2 separate regions of the Zea mays genome follow, and region 1 is linked to region 2. A link is a contact called in public Hi-C data. All regions are on one chromosome and are shown on one strand. The core of a region is the stretch at or near the end of the contact, and the rest is flanking DNA. Distances in the headings are between cores, read along the strand shown. Region 1 holds the start of LOC103626876 (probable pre-mRNA-splicing factor ATP-dependent RNA helicase). Region 2 holds the start of LOC100280502 (SNARE-interacting protein KEULE).

The links. Hi-C and Micro-C count contacts between places; a contact is called where the count stands out from the background.
Region 1: a Hi-C map of leaf shows a contact between it and region 2, with 4 times the contacts expected there. The contact joins the promoter of LOC103626876 here to the promoter of LOC100280502 in region 2. A contact is called at or near these places in 6 of 25 Hi-C or Micro-C datasets (ear, leaf and tassel).

Annotation. Positions count from the first base shown.
Region 1 is chr5:129,176,204-129,179,305 of Zm-B73-REFERENCE-NAM-5.0, forward strand. LOC103626876 (probable pre-mRNA-splicing factor ATP-dependent RNA helicase) reads left to right here and starts at 1,589. Exons shown (of 2, transcript NM_001326564.1): 1 at 1,589-3,102. The coding sequence starts at 1,727.
Region 2 is chr5:129,042,389-129,045,136 of Zm-B73-REFERENCE-NAM-5.0, forward strand. LOC100280502 (SNARE-interacting protein KEULE) reads right to left here and starts at 1,332. Exons shown (of 21, transcript NM_001153422.1): 1 at 1,084-1,332. The coding sequence starts at 1,153.

The DNA of each region.
Region 1 (3,102 bases), core at 339-2,838, 130 kb after region 2:
GTATAGACCTCCTGAAAAAAATTCTTGTCGTGGACCTCATACGCACGACTTCCAACGTTCCACCCAATGCGCCTCCTCCCTGTTCTGTACTTTTATCCCCCACCCCTCCAACGATTCACTCTCCCTTTCGTTCTAGGACTAGTTTGGGAGGCACAAAACCGAAAGGATTGGAGAGGCTAGCATCCCTTTTTATTCATTTTTGTGCTAGCCCCTCCAATTCCTTCGGTTTTGTGCCTCCCAAACTAGCTCTAAATGGTAAGCTCACTAATCAGTACTATGACCTACCAAATTAATCATTTTTAAGTATAACTACCATATAACAATATATATTATGATGCTATGAATATTGTATAATTTTCTAAAACTCAAAAACTAATGTATAAAAATTAATTAATTAGTTAAAATGTAAATAGAGATAAGAAAATGGTTAGAGAGAAATATATTTAAAAATAAATAGAAAGTATAAATAATGGGAGAAAAGAGAGGAACGGATGAAATGAGTCACACCCCCACGACCCCACCCCACCGAGAGATTTTTGCCATTGTAAAATACTGCACATTCGGCTTCATCGAAATGGAGGCATTGGGGGATTCGACGATATGGAAATACACAAGACGCGTAGCCGACGAAATAGACTCGTAATCTCTTTTATGCGTAGAGACGGGCCATTTAGCACCTGGAGGTCACGCCGTGACCTTGCCGTGACTCCTCCTCTAGTGGCTTGACCTCCTCTGACGGAGCAGTGAAGCTACACCAGGCACCATGGGCCTCGCGCCGAGGGAGCCCATGAAGCAGCGTGTGAGCCGCTGCCTACTGCGGCTCTCGGACCGGGACATGGAGGTGATGGGTGCGTCCGAGCTGGACGCGATCGCGCGCGAGCTGGACGCCGACGAGCTGCCGGTGTTCGTGGCCGCGGTCTACGGAGCGCGGCCCACTGACAGGACACCGCTGCGGCGGCACTCGCTCCGCCTGCTCGCGCTCGTGGCCGGCGAGCACCCGCGGGACGTCATCGCGCCGCTCGTGCCCAGGCTCCTGGCCGCCGCGCTACGCTGCGTCAGGGACCCGGACTCCTCCGTGCGTGCCGCGCTCGTGGACACAGCCCGCGCTGCGACTTTGCCGTGACTCCTCCTCCTCCATCCTACGAGCACGAGCCTGGCCACTCCGCCCATGACAAAGGCTCTGTCAACGCGCCAGTAGGTAGCGGCAGCGACGACTTCGTCGAGCCGAGCGCCGCGCGGAAGCACCTGCTGCCGGTGTCAGCGAGGAATTCCACAAACAGAGAATGGGGAATGGAGAATGAGGAGGAAGAAGAGAGGAGAGAGCTCACCAGAACACCTCACGAGCGGCGGAGACAACAAGCACTAACGGCGAGCCGGCGGACGCTGACTGATTCGGACGAAGGAGGGTTAATGTTTCCTCATTTGCTAATAAATATTTTGAGTCTATTTCGTCGGCTACGCGTTCTATATAATTCCATATCGTCGAATCTCTTTCCAACATCTCCGTTTCGTCGAAACGGCCATGTTTTATAATGGCAAAAATCTTAAACAATCCAGCCACCCATGAAAAAAAAAACTACAGCGAGCACGGGAGCAAACCGGGACGCTCCCAACGCCAACACCACACCACACCACACCACAGTTCTCACCCAACTGGCCAACCCAACCCGAATAAATTTGAAGCGCGGACCAAGCCCTAGATCCGACACCAGCACCACCCTCAGCCATGGCGCCAGCGGCGGCGGAGGCTGGTCCCGGCGATGACGGGCTTAGGAAGCTCGAATACCTTTCCCTGGTCTCCAAAGTTTGCTCCGAGCTCGAGACCCACATCGGCGTCGGCGACAAGGTGCTGGCCGAGTTCATCACCGAGCTCGGCCGCGACTCCACAACCGTCCCCGAGTTCGACGCCAAGCTCAAGGAGAAGGGCGCCGACTTCCCCGACTACTTCGTCCGTACGCTCCTCACCATCATCCACGCCATCCTCCAGCCTACTGCTTCCAACCCTAGCGCTGCCACCGTCGCCGAGGGCCCTGCTGGTGCGGAGTCGGCCAAATTCCCCGGGCTCGCCCGCCCCGACGACCCCGACCATGCCCGCAACCTCCGCCTCGAGCTCGAGCGGGATGCCGATGCGGCCCCTCCTGCTCCGATGAGGGACGACCGCGACCGCCGCTGGGATGGGAGAGGCCGAGACCGGGACTACGGCCGCGGCGGCCGTGAGCATGATCAAGACCGCGGTGGCCGTGACCACGATCGTGACCGCCGTGACAGGGATCGAGGGCGCGACCGCGAGTATGGCCGTGATAGGGATCGAGGGCGCGACCGTGAGTATGGCCATGATAGGGATCGAGGGCGCGACCGTGAGTATGGCCGTGATAGGGATCATGACCATGTCCGGGATCGTGACGGGGAACGCCTCCACGATGGAGATAGAGATACTGGTAGGAACAGAGTTAGGGACTTGGGGAGGAGCAGGAGGTATGCAGATGATGAAGAAGAGGAGAGGGGCAATGTAGGAAGGGGAAGGGAGGTTGCTGTTTCGAATCCCAGTGGGGAGCCAGAGCTGTACCAGGTGTACCGAGGGAGGGTTACCCGGGTGATGGATACCGGATGCTTTGTCAGGCTTGATGATGTTCGCGGTGGCCACGAGGGACTTGTTCATGTATCGCAGATGGCTAGCAGGCGGGTGGCCAATGCAAAGGAGGTGGTGAAGCGTGACCAGGAGGTGTATGTGAAGGTAGTCTCGGTGAAGGGGCAGAAGTTGAGTTTGTCGATGCGGGATGTCGATCAGGATACTGGGAAAGACCTCCTGCCGATGCAGCGAGGTGGGGATGATGCACCAAGGGTGAACCCATCTGGTGGCAGGGGCAGTGGCATGGGATCTGGCAAGAGGTTGGGTTTGTCAGGTATTGTGATCACGGAGGAGGATGAGGCAGCCCCAACATCAAGACGACCACTCAAGAGAATGAGCTCGCCAGAGAGGTGGGAAGCAAAACAGCTTATTGCCTCGGGTGTGCTGGATGTGAGGGATTATCCAATGTTTGATGAGGATGGGGATGGTATGATGTACCAGGAGGAAGGTGCAGAAGAAGAACTTGAAATTGA
Region 2 (2,748 bases), core at 82-2,581:
TACTTAAAAAATTGTTAATAACGAGCATCTGTTCAGAATGGTGGATCGGTACAACTGCTACCTATGCATGAAAACCACTTCATATCAAGAATCCTCTTTTAGGCAATACTACATGAATTTTTCCATAAAATATGTATAACAAGATCACAGTTGTTCATAAATGCCCATCCTGAACAAATTTGAAAAGGGCATATTATTTTACAAGTTTCACATTTTGAGGTTCAAAGTGAATCATGACTCATGGATACAAAAACAAACAAACAAACTGGGCAGCAGTGAGTACACACATCCATAAGCAAACAATACAAGGAACAAGCCCATATGGAACTAGCAAATTGTTACAACAATCCCTCATATTTCAAAAGCTATTAGCCCAACAGTGTCACTATGGCCCTGTTTGGTTCCCCGTAGATAGTAGCTATCTGCTAATAATTCTCTTTTGGATCCAAACAGGTATAAATAATAGACTAGCTGATTGTTAGCTGGACCTCTAGATAATAACTATCTCACTAGTTGGATCAAATCAGATAATTAACTAATAGGTGGACCGTCAACCCAACCCTATCAATTAGCTGATAATAGTTAGCTAGCCAATAGTTAGCTAGCTAATATTAGCTATGTGCTATTAGCTAGCTAACTACTATCAGCCGATGGATCCAAAGAGGGCCTATATCTTGCCTATATTCAATCCAATAACTTAATTGATTTTCCAAGTAAAACTTTGGCCATGTTACTTCTATCAGGTATCAAATTGTTTTGCTACAGTGCTACTAGTGCTGAAGAGAGCACAGCCCACTTCATTGTAGTGTCACTACTCTCTTGATCAAGGTATCGACACACTGAAGCCAGAAGTGTGGCGAAACCAACGAGCCGTCACTCAGTTGGCAAAGCCAATGCAGGGTTAAGCACCTTTGCACGTAAAAGGTCACTACGCCGTATATACTGAGAGTAGAGGTCTACACTCCAGAGCAACAAACCGCATGCCGGTATTTCCAGCTCCGCGAGCAACTTTGCCAGATCCATTTCCAGCAGCAGCGAGACAGCGAGCAAGCAAATCGAAATCAGGATGGGAAGAGGGATTACGATCTCGCGTGATCTGGCGGAAGCTACGGTAGTCCCCACCCTGCGAGGAAGCCTCCGAGTCCAACGACATCGCGCCGGAGTCTCTTGCCTCTGCCGGCGACGCCGACTCAACCTGGATCTTCGGCCAGAGAGATGACTTGGCTCCCACTTGGAGCAGCGGCGGGGACCGGAGCGAGATGGCGACGAAAGCAACAGCGGAAGCGGGACGCGGAGCGAGATTGACGAGGCAGAGTGCGGGCAGGGGAAGCAAACGGGAGGAAGAATCGTTCGTTCTCTCGAAGAGGTCGTCGGCCGCAACCGGCCAGGGAAATTACGCTACCGCCCTGATGCTGTTTTTTTTTTTTTTGGATAACAGCCCTGCTGTTGGGTTGGTCACTTGGCCTCCAACGTAAACCACGGTTAGGAAAGGTCTCATCAGTTGGTTACAGCTTCATCGCGGTGGCATACGGAACACGTGTTCAGAAAGCAAATGATTTAGCACCTTGCCGATAGTCGACCATCTAATCAATGTGTGGAAAGTGAAAAAGACGATATGGGACATAAGATATGTATAGTCGATATTGTTTAATATAACAGTGTTAATCGGACACTGTATTTAGAGTGTTGTTTCTCTAATCCTATCGTTATTCGCTTCTCTTCGTTAAAGCGACTGTTGAGCACCATTTGTGGCATCGTACACGACCAAATGGTTCGGCTGTGGCTGGTATACAACTAGTTATTTGTTTAAATTCACTGTTGCAACTGTCCCAGTAGTAATTATTTTAGCAGTCTTGTTGCAACTGGCTTATGTCGCATGTGGCAATTCTGTCCCAGTACTAATGTGTGTTGCAGCATTAGTGTGTATTACAACTATTTTTTGTTCCTATTTGTACTGTGTGTTTTAGTTTGTTGATTAGCAATTTTTGGTTATGAAATCTGTACCATGTGTTTGTGCCCTCATGTTTTTTAAATTCTCATTTTTTCAGTGGTTTTTATAATGAATCAAGAACATAATGTCACAGACCAGCAAGGCGCTGATACTGTCTGTCGCTCTCCTCGTGTACAAAACAAGAGAAAGCAATTAGATAAAAATGAATTGAAGGAAAGGAGGAAGAGGTTAAGGTTGAAAGTCCCCTTGTCTCCTATTCAAGATGCCAAAAGTGATGATGAACAAGACCCAGATTTTGCTCCTGCCGGCGATGGTTCTGGCGACGACAATGTTGGTATTGTTGGTGGCGATGAGAATAAGGGTATAACTAAGACGCGAGCTATACGATGCTCACCTGGGAAGTTTATAAAGTTTGTGAATGCTCTATCTGATGAATTGAAAAGTGAAGTAGTTGTCGAGGGGTTTGACGGCCTACTGAGATTCAAGTCGCACTTATTGTCCAGAAAGTTGCTCAGCTGGCTGATGCGGAAGCTTAACCCAGAAACGATGAAATTAGAGATTGGTGGTGGAAAAGAGATTCCAATCACTGAGCACAGTGTTTGGTGTGTTTTGCAGTTACCAAACGTTGGCAGTGATCCCCCCCCCCATGTCTGATGCAAATGCTCGTGCCTTGCGGGACGAGCTGGTAGAGCAAATTTGTGGCAACTCTTATAGACGCATATCTGGTATCAATATATCTGTTATCACTGATAGACTGCAGAAGAGGATTCTCACTGGGGAGCTGGGCCTAAGAGCCT